3 separate regions of the Mus musculus genome follow, and regions 1 and 3 are each linked to region 2. A link is a contact called in public Hi-C data. All regions are on one chromosome and are shown on one strand. The core of a region is the stretch at or near the end of the contact, and the rest is flanking DNA. Distances in the headings are between cores, read along the strand shown. Region 1 overlaps Gm31955 (a long non-coding RNA gene). Region 2 has its middle 17 kb from the start of Gm28178. Region 3 has its middle 8.6 kb from the start of Gm23460.

What was found. A called contact is a pair of places that touch in the nucleus more often than the background predicts.
Region 1: a Hi-C map of Sertoli cells shows a contact between it and region 2, with 2.4 times the contacts expected there. The contact joins two enhancer-like sites. A contact is called at or near these places in 2 of 484 Hi-C or Micro-C datasets (Sertoli cells and bone marrow-derived macrophages) and 4 of 115 datasets of contacts at active chromatin or transcription factors (CD8 T cells, astrocytes, embryonic stem cells and 1 more).
Region 3: a Hi-C map of cortical neurons shows a contact between it and region 2, with 2.2 times the contacts expected there. The contact joins two enhancer-like sites. A contact is called at or near these places in 6 of 39 promoter capture datasets (the 3T3-L1 cell line, the C10 cell line, embryonic stem cells and 2 more), 1 of 484 Hi-C or Micro-C datasets (cortical neurons) and 3 of 115 datasets of contacts at active chromatin or transcription factors (CD8 T cells, fibro-adipogenic progenitors and heart atrium).

The regions. Positions count from the first base shown.
Region 1 is chr1:52,352,938-52,355,890 of GRCm38.p6, reverse strand. All of the region lies in intron 1 of Gm31955 (a long non-coding RNA gene), which reads right to left. Among named protein-coding and RNA genes, the nearest start is that of Gm31955, 49 kb to the right of the region's middle. Within about 2 kb of position 1,475, at least 29 of the 459 cell types and tissues checked have an H3K27ac peak or open chromatin away from gene starts, as enhancers often do. A contact at or near this core is called in Sertoli cells, where this site is marked.
Region 2 is chr1:52,595,880-52,599,179 of GRCm38.p6, reverse strand. It overlaps a transcript of Nemp2 not described here. Among named protein-coding and RNA genes, the nearest start is that of Gm28178, 17 kb to the right of the region's middle. Within about 2 kb of position 1,734, at least 161 of the 459 cell types and tissues checked have an H3K27ac peak or open chromatin away from gene starts, as enhancers often do. A contact at or near this core is called in Sertoli cells and cortical neurons, where this site is marked.
Region 3 is chr1:52,434,518-52,437,409 of GRCm38.p6, reverse strand. No RefSeq gene overlaps it. Among named protein-coding and RNA genes, the nearest start is that of Gm23460, 8.6 kb to the left of the region's middle. Within about 2 kb of position 1,334, at least 15 of the 459 cell types and tissues checked have an H3K27ac peak or open chromatin away from gene starts, as enhancers often do. A contact at or near this core is called in cortical neurons, where this site is marked.

The sequences.
Region 1 (2,953 bases), core at 226-2,725, 240 kb after region 2:
TCTCATATTTAAAAACACTAAGTTTTAATCCATACATCAAACAAAAACAAAATCCAGAAATCCTGCCTGGTTACTCACACTGGCTTAAGATAACAAGCAATGAACTGTCTTCCATGGTCATTGCCTGAACCTCTAAAGGAGTCCAGAGTGTGCTATTGAGAGAAATGCCCCTGCCTCTGCTCCAAATTTCCATCATTTGGAAAGGCCATGGTTCACTCCTCACTGCCCTTCCTATGCCAATGGTTGGCTCTCTTTCCTTTGAATAGGAAACCTGCAGAGCAAAGATGTGCTATTCTTGTGTAGGTGGGCATGAGATTTATATAAAATCATGTAAAAATCCTTTCTTAGATGCCCCACGTCAAGCCTTAAATCTGTGTCATACCTGGGAGGAGGCATGAGCTTCTGCCTTTTCTTTTACTTAATTTTCTCCAGAAAAAGTCAGCGTGCTGTCAAGGGAGCTGTCAGCTCTTAAGTTCACTATTCTTCTTGGAGTCATCCATGCATGATGCTTACAGAAGTTATGTTATTTTCAAAGACAAAACACTGTTTCTACTGTGGTTGAACTCAAAGTGCAATGAAGAGCCAGATGTGACAATTTCCTCTAAAAACTACCATGATGTATTTTGAATAACCTGTAATGTGCATTTATAGCAGTTGAAAGATGGGGAAAGCTGTCATCTTCAATAGTCATAGTGACAAGAGGAACTACAAAAGGTCACTTGGCAAAAATCACACATCCTCAAATGTATCAGTATTTGTTTAGCTGTTATTCTCACCTATAAGCTAATTAAAATCATATAGCCTTCCAAAGTTGTTGCTTACAGTCAAAATCCAAAGCCAGTCTTGGTTTTCTAGGGGAAAAAGGCCAAAATGTATACTTTTCAGAAAATTATGAAATTCAGAGAAACACAATATAAAGGGAGCATCAAGTATTTACTGAATTATAGCACCTAGGACTGGCCTTGGAACTTCTTGAATTTTCAAAGGCAGCAGCAGAGTACAAGAAAGGCTGACAGCCATCTATAGTTCATTCCAATATTGTTGACTAAGAGAAAATTGAGTTTTCTTTCCTAACAGACAATACAAGGGCAGCCCTCATAATCACTTGGGATTTTAAGCTAGGATATTAGTCCCTTGGGAAATAGAGTGAATATGAAGAGGTTTCAGGTGGAGGAGAGAGGGTCGTTCCAAGGCCAGGTGCCTCCCTCGTGATTTCCTGGCAGCCTCCAGTGGCATATTCTGGTAAGCAACCACATTGCTCAGGTATAGCCTCTGTCATCAGAAACACCACCAAGGTCAGTGCTGATGTAAGAGTCTTCCAAGGTGGCCGTGTTCATACCTCAGCCTACTGCTCTGTTTCTTTCCTCAGAGTGGCCACTTTGAGTGCGGGCCATTTGCTCCTGACTCACACCATTCCCAGCCAGTCACATCTGCCACTCTAACCTTGGTAAAGGACCTTGAGCTATTCTGAGATTTCCATTCCAAACACAGCCCTGGGCTGTCTGCCAGGCAGCATGGTGCTTTTCCATAGCAGTACAGATATGAGATAGATTCACAACAGCCAGCAGGAAGTACTTAAAAAGAGCTTATGCTCTTCTGAGAAAACCTACTGGGAGTAGTCTTGGGATCGGTGGGAGGGGCTAAAATGGTGGGTGGGGCTAGCGTAGTTATAAAGAACCAATGAATACAAGTTCATGTCTGACAGCCACAGTCTGGCACAGACGAAAGGATAGAATGACCTGGATCTGATAAAGACGCTGTAATGAAATGTGTTTTTTAAGCATCTGCTCATCTCATTCATCCTTCTAGGTGCCTTCCCATCTCTCCCTTCCACATAACTCTTAGCCTTCAGCATGCCCGCCTTTCTGAGTCTCCCACATCCGGGAGCTCATCAGTGACTCTATTTACATGTCCTGAACCCTTTCACTGTTAAATTACCAGTTTAAAATATCAGTTACCCGTGAGATGTCTTGCAGGTGTTCTGCTCTTTGCTTCCTTTTATTTTTTAAACATGCCTTTCTATAGATGGACTTTTTTTTTTTTTTTTTTTTTTTTGGCTAACCTCTTTAGCTATGTTATAATCTGTGGGTAGTTGACCCTGATCACAGCTTACCTCAGACATATCTATATCTGAATTACAGGACTGCCTCTATCAAGAGGTATGTAACTCCTGAAATTTATCTGGGTGTTTTTGTTTAGGTACCTGAATTATACTTAGAGTGAATGTGCATTTGTATGTGTGTGGGGTTGGGGGGAGGGTCAACCTTGTGGGTTAAAAAGCAATGTGCCACAGGTTCCTGTGATTTCTTGAAGAGTCCTGATCTGCTGCACTTGGCATTAGATTTAAGATGGCTGCCAGCACACTAGGAAGACAGCAAAAAGGGGTGGTGGTGAGGGCAATGGCTGCTTCCATGGTCTCCATGGAAGTCCTCATGAGTAACAGTACTCCCACAACTCCTCCTGAGTTACCTCATCATCTGAGTTACCTCATCAGGCAGGGCTTTCATTGGGGCATAGTGACAGTGTGTCAAGATACGTTTAGCCAAGAGTTTGAGACTTGGGATTGGCCCAAAAGCTGTATATAAACTTATGTGCTGGGCAAAAAACTTAGATCTGCACTTGATGCTGGTCTCTGGAGTCAGATATCCCAGGATTTGTTACCTGACTCCATCAACTATCACCCTCCCTATCCTTGGTCCTGTTCTCGTGTGTGTGTGTGTGTGTGTGTGTGTGTGTGTGTGTGTGTGTGTGTGTGTGTTGTCTCAGCCAATAGCTTGTTATAAAGTATGGAGAGGAGATGAGGAAGAGGTCATCTGGGGACATGTAGAAGAAGAGAGAGAGGGGGCAGGGTGCTGAATAGTACTCATATAGGCTCATACCTGGCAGGTGGCTAAGCAAGCTATTTCTAGGTAACTATTGGGCAGAACCTAGAAAAATTGCTAACAATAGGATT
Region 2 (3,300 bases), core at 485-2,984:
CTAATGAAGAGACGACCCATAGTTTCTTTTCTCCCTTCAGACACTTGGCAGTCAGCAAGCTCATCTGAAGTAGCTCAAAGGGACTGTGGACAGGTCAGCAGAAATGGTAGCGGGCATCCTCAGCCAGGCTCTGCACTGGCCAGGCTCCCTGCCAACCAGGAAACTCACAACGGTTCCACAAGGGCCTCAGTGCCCCCCACACCTTCCCACCTGTCCACAGATAAGAACAGTAGTGCCAGTGCGGGGCTTTCTGTTCTGTAATCAGGCACACAAGCACCTCATGTCTCCATTCGTTCAGTTACTCAACTTCTGCCCCCGAAGTTCCCATACTCTTCCTACCTCAGCAGGGCGCTGTTGGCAAAGACCAATACCCTTGCATTTATCCCTTTCTGAACTTGGTTGTTGTTGGTTGTGGTAAGATGGGGTCTTCCGTACCCCAGGTTAGCCTCAAACTTCCTATAAACTGAGACAGTCTTTAACCTGATCCCCCTGCCTCTGCTTTCCCAGTGCTGGGATCACAGCTGGGTAGCGCCATGTCCCACCCACGTTTGCTTTTGATTAATTGTACAGACTCCCACTCCATAGCCAAGTCCTTCTACGTTCTCTCTCCATGCCTAAATCAGTAGGCAGCATGTGGCAGTTTATCTCCATGAACCATGGCTCCCTGTCTGCCTCATGTTACCATGCCATTTCAGGCTTGAATGCAGTAGATTTTAAAATCCCATATAAGGTTAGAACAGTGACACTATCTCTTTAGGGCATTAAGGATTATTTTGGATGGAAACTCTAAGCTCATCTTCCACTCATCCCTGGCTCTGCCCGGGTCCTACTTGTGCACAAAGGCAACTCTGAGGTCACTTTTACAAGAGAGGACAGGCAGAAAAAGTGCCCTGCAAAAGACATGGGAATGTTCAACACCAATTATCAGGCGGAAAAAAAGAAATAGCCACAGACCAGAAATAACTTAAGTAATAATTTTAAAACTTTAGATCATCCATCGGTAAAGCAGCCTGGTCAGCTGGACTCTGCTTCAGTTTTGACTCCCAGTTTTCTAAGGCTTTTTAAAAATGCTTGGACTGTTTCCTTGAGACATTCGCATGCAAAGCTGTGGCTGCTGTCTCCAGCCGCCCACACATACCTGCCCTCCTCCTCCCTCTGACTCAGCGCCCAGCCTCCGCCCACGCCCGCTGACTCGGTGACCCGCACCCACTTCCCACAAACCTACGCGCTCCTCTCCTTCACACAGGTACAAATATTCACACTCCCACTGCTCAGCAAACAACGCACACTACTAATGGGGGGGAGGGGGAGGCATGCTTTTCCTAATGACCATTATGTTTCTTTTAATTCACAAGCTTTACACAGCACAATGAGTAGCTGATGAACTTATTTATGCTTAAATTGGTTTTTCAAAACTCCCTCGTGTTCAAAACTGGATTATTCTATTTTTAAAAAACTCCACCAAAAAAAAAAAAATGTATACACCGAGTGTTGCACCTTTTTTTTTTTTCTTTTTTCTTTTTTCAGGAAGAACAGATGCCCTAGGGTTTGTCCAAATTAAAACTTTTTACTCACATTTTCAGCGATGGCTACACAAAGGCTCACTGGGCTGGGTATTCGCCGTGAGGGTGTTTGAGCTACAGCTGGCATCAGCAGGCTGCCTGACAAGATTAATTGGCAGTGAATTAGACCAGTGCAGTCCAGAGCCAACACCAAAAAGGAGGACCAGCCCACTCATGAGGCCCTGCCAACGCCCAGAGATCTGCTGAGCGTGGGCTGGGGGAAGGCAGGGAGGCCAGTCTCTGCTGCCTTTGTGTTCTCACGGCTCGTACAAGGGTTCATAGCAACGGTTTCTTTCTTTTGCTGTGCATTTGTGTGATATCTGTGTGTCTTGCTACACTGATGCCACAGCGCATGTGCAGAGGTCAGAGGACAACCTTAAGTGTGTCCCCTTCCCTTCCACCTTGTTTTAGGTAGGGTCTCCTGTTCACAGCAGCATGGGACAGGGCTGGACATCCTGATGGCTCCCCATGACTGCCATCAGCTCTGTGTGGGTGCGGAGGTCTGAACTTGGGTCCTTACACTTGTGACCAGAGCTTTATCCTCTGAGCCATCTCCCCAGGCCCCATGGCAACTCTTTTTATTTTTTCCGGGGCTTGATACTATTCTATGTCACAGATGTGAGCAGAAGCAATTCTATTGTAACTCACCTCCTCTTTAAGAAGAGATGCAAGCCAAATCTGGATTTTAAGGAGTGGTGGGTTGCTTTGTGTTTGCTGCTTTGCTTTATCATTCATAATTGATGTGAATTCTTCTGGGAGAAGCAGCGGCCATTTCTGCTCTTCTTCTATCTCTAACAATTGAGAATGTTAGATCTACAATATGCTGGACAGGGAACTGGGAAAAGGATTTCTATCTGGGCCAGACCTCTCAGCCCTCAGTGGTGGGGCCAGTTTTAATCATCTCTGTCCACCTGTCTCACATTCTTTGCTTGAATTTCTACAATTTGATCTGCTTCTGTGCACTTTAGCATTTCTCTGTATTATCCTTAAACTTGAAAGTCTTCTTGGCTCCTTGGAACTTTTTAAGCACTTCTTTGTATGTTTAACTTTGTATCGTTATAGAAAGCAAAGCTCTTCACCACAAGTCCCCATATAAAAAGATGCAAAAGCAAAAAGCAAGTGTCTCACTTCTTAGCCACTGTGCTGGTATGACTACCACCAGGTTCCAAGAAGCTAACTTCCAACAAAATATGGCAGAGTGAACATAAGAATGTCTGTCTTCTGGCTAGGCCAGCAGAGCAGTGTGAGCAAATGAGAGCCTTTGGTTACCACGCTGTGCTCTGTTTGTGTCTCCTGAGAGTTCAAACTCTGTAGTCATCAGTGTAGCCCTGATAGGAAGCAACTGAGCCTCTCGGTTGAGATTAGCAGAAGGTGATTGGGTCCTTGTTTGACAGGTGAGTAAACCTCTTTCTTCATGTGCTACCCAGATATTTTGTTACAATAACAACAGCCAAAAAAAAAAAAAAAAAAAAAAAAAAGTGAACTGACATGTTTGTTGGAAGAGAATGGAGGGGTTAATAGTCCCACTGTAAATACGAGCTGAAGCCTAGATATGAATAAGACATTTCACTGTAGAGTAACTGCGGTCAGGATTTAGCTATCTCTTTTGAAACCAAGGGGAGTGAAATACCGACTTAAAGTCTGAGATCAGTTGAAAGCGTATGTAAGAATACACAACTTTTTTATGCCCCAAACACAGAAAACCAGGAGCCTGCCCCAGGATGTAGTGGTTTATTCA
Region 3 (2,892 bases), core at 85-2,584, 160 kb after region 2:
CTCTGGAGAGTCTAGTTGGTTGATATTGTTGTTCTTCCTATGGGGTTGCAAACCCCTTCAGCTCCTTCAGTCCTTCCCCTAACTCCTCCACTGGGGTCCTTGTGCTCAGTTTGATGGTCAGCTACAAGCATTCGAATCTCTATTAGTAGCCCTCACCTGGCAAAGCCTCTCAGGGGACAGCTAAACCAGGCTCCTGTTAGCAAGCGCTTCTTGGCATCAGCCATAGTGTCTGGGTTTGGTGTCTGCAGATGGGATGGATCCCTAAGTAGGGCAGTCTCTGGATGGCCTTTTCTTCAGACTCTGCTCCAGTTTTTGTCCCTGCATTTCCTTTAGACAAAAGCAATTCTGAGTTGATATTTTTGAGACGGGTGAGTCACCCCATCCCTCAACTGGGGGCAGTGCCTATTTATGGAGGTGGTCTCTACAGGTTCTCTCTCCCCTTTGTTGGGTACTTCAGTTAAAGTCATCCCCGTTGTGTCCTGGGAGCCTCTTGCTTCCCTGGCATCTGGGACTATCTAGTGGCTACCCCCAAATCCCTAACTCTCAGTGCTACACAGACAGGGGTTTCTAAGTATAATCTGAAACTAGCAAAAAACAAACAAAACAAAACAAAACAAAACAAACACCATGGCATTTCAGTTTTTAAGAATTACCTTCATTTTTTTCCATTTAATAATTTTTGATAAAACAAAACAAAAACAAAAAAAAACAAAACAACTCTATCATGAGGACTGGATTGGAGGGGGTACATGTACCAAATGCTTTGAAATAGTTCGTAAGCTTTTCTTGGGCACATAATGTTTCCAAAAGGCCATTTGCAGATAGTGTAAACAGTCCTGCCATTCCTCAGGCCTTAAGGGTCTTCATTGCTTGGGACTGTGTCTCCGCCATCACGGCACAACCACTCTCAATTAGTCTAGTAACCCATACCGTGTGTTGAAATTCCCCTTTGTATTACATTATGCAAGCAATACTCTTGAAAGTACTTAATATAATATAGTGATTCTAGACTAAAAGAGAAACCTATAAAGCAGATGTAGAATGCACTAATAACACTTTAATATTTAGCTTTATTATTCACGGTGGTGCTCATCTATGTTTGAAGATCCATAAAATTGATTTTTCTACCCACTGGGGAATAAGTGAGCTATTTAAAACTATAAGCCCACAAACAATCCCCTGAGGCACACGAGAACATAGTTCCCTCCTGATAATCACCCACAATTAGAGCAGACTCTTTCAGATACATAAATTAAAGCAACAAAACGAGGCAGCTATAAATATCCCTGCTTGCTCACCCTGAAGGAATCACGCTGTACACTACAAATCCTCCCCAAAATAACTTTGTTCTATAGTTGCAAGCACTGATAAGAATAAGACGTAGAACCACCAGATGGGAAGGAATCCTATTTCCTGCAAATCCTTTCTCCTAAACCAGATTGGATCAAATCTCCCAGAGGGAGAAGGATCTGTCTTTATCTGCTCACCCATGGATTAGACTTAAGAAGCCTGTGGGTGTCGCTGATCTCACCTACGTGGTGCCTGAGTTAGTCACTCTCCACCCTGGTCACAGCACACCTGAAGAAAGCACTTAGGGAGGAGGCACCATAGGGGCACACCGTTTTAGAAGTTTTAGTTCATGTTTCTGTAGCTTTGCAGCTTCTGGGCTGAGCATTTTGAGAAAGAAACCCTGTCAGGAAGTATTTGATGGAGTCAAGTCACACCACCTTCTGGCAGACGAGAAATGGAGAGAAACTGGAGATGAAGGTAACAAAATAGACCTTTGCAGAGCATGCCTCACCCCCAGCAGCATCTGGCGTCCTTTAACTAGTCCTGTCTCCTAAGTTTTCACCACTTCCTCAAGATGCCCTCAAACTATCACTCATTAGTGGAGTACTGCACTGATGAGGTTGGTTCCTCATGGTCCATTTATCTCTGAATAGCCACTAGCTGGAGAGGAAGCCCTTACCACATGGAAGATACCATACATCCAAATCATACACTATCTATACATCCCCAAGGAAGCCAGAAATGGGCAAAATTGCAGACTCCCATACAGTGTGGTTAGTGCTCAGGAGCTGTGCATCTCTTCTCATCCATGGTTGATGCTCCAGGCCCAGACACGAAAACTTTGCCTTTAAGACTCTCAGGTGCTAAATCCAGTATCCAGATGGATGTGGAGGTTCAATGGCAGACTGAGGGCCAAAATCTAGAGCCAGCATGGTGCTAATCAGTCATGGTCAGAGGTTCTGAAGGGCTAAGGTAGATGACCCACGAAGAACCTCTGGTGTGAGATGGGCTACATCACCACCCACAAGTGTCAAGTACAGAAATTTCTTCCTCAGAACACTCTTAGCATGAACCTCTCTGAAGACAATTGGCTAATTAGGAGACATGTTTATACAGCACCAATTTCTTTTGATGATAACTATTATAATCAAGAAGCAACATCAAAATTAGAAAGACAAAAAAATCTACAGCTCACAGAGACAGCAGTTCATTAATGGCTTTGGAAGGTTTATCTTAGGCCAACTTTGTGTTTAGTTTATAAAATCAATGAAATGATAAGAATTGTTTATGAGACTCTCTAAATTCTAGCCTGCCACATGTGCAAGCACTTGTGTTTCCAGTTTGATAATGTAAGCTGTGTAGCACCCTATGGCAGACATGTCATTTTCATTCATAGATGAACTGTCCCCAGCCCTCTTTTTACTTTTTATTTTGTTTCCTGTCCTCACCAATTTGCCCAAGCTGCCCCCGAATCCACTCTGTAGCCTCTGCTGCCCTCCAGCTGAGTTCCTTTCCGCCTAGTAGTTGAATTACAGGCCTCTGTCGCTATGCTCAGCTCAAGGAGATATTTTTACAGAAAGCACATTTTTAGAACCATCTTAA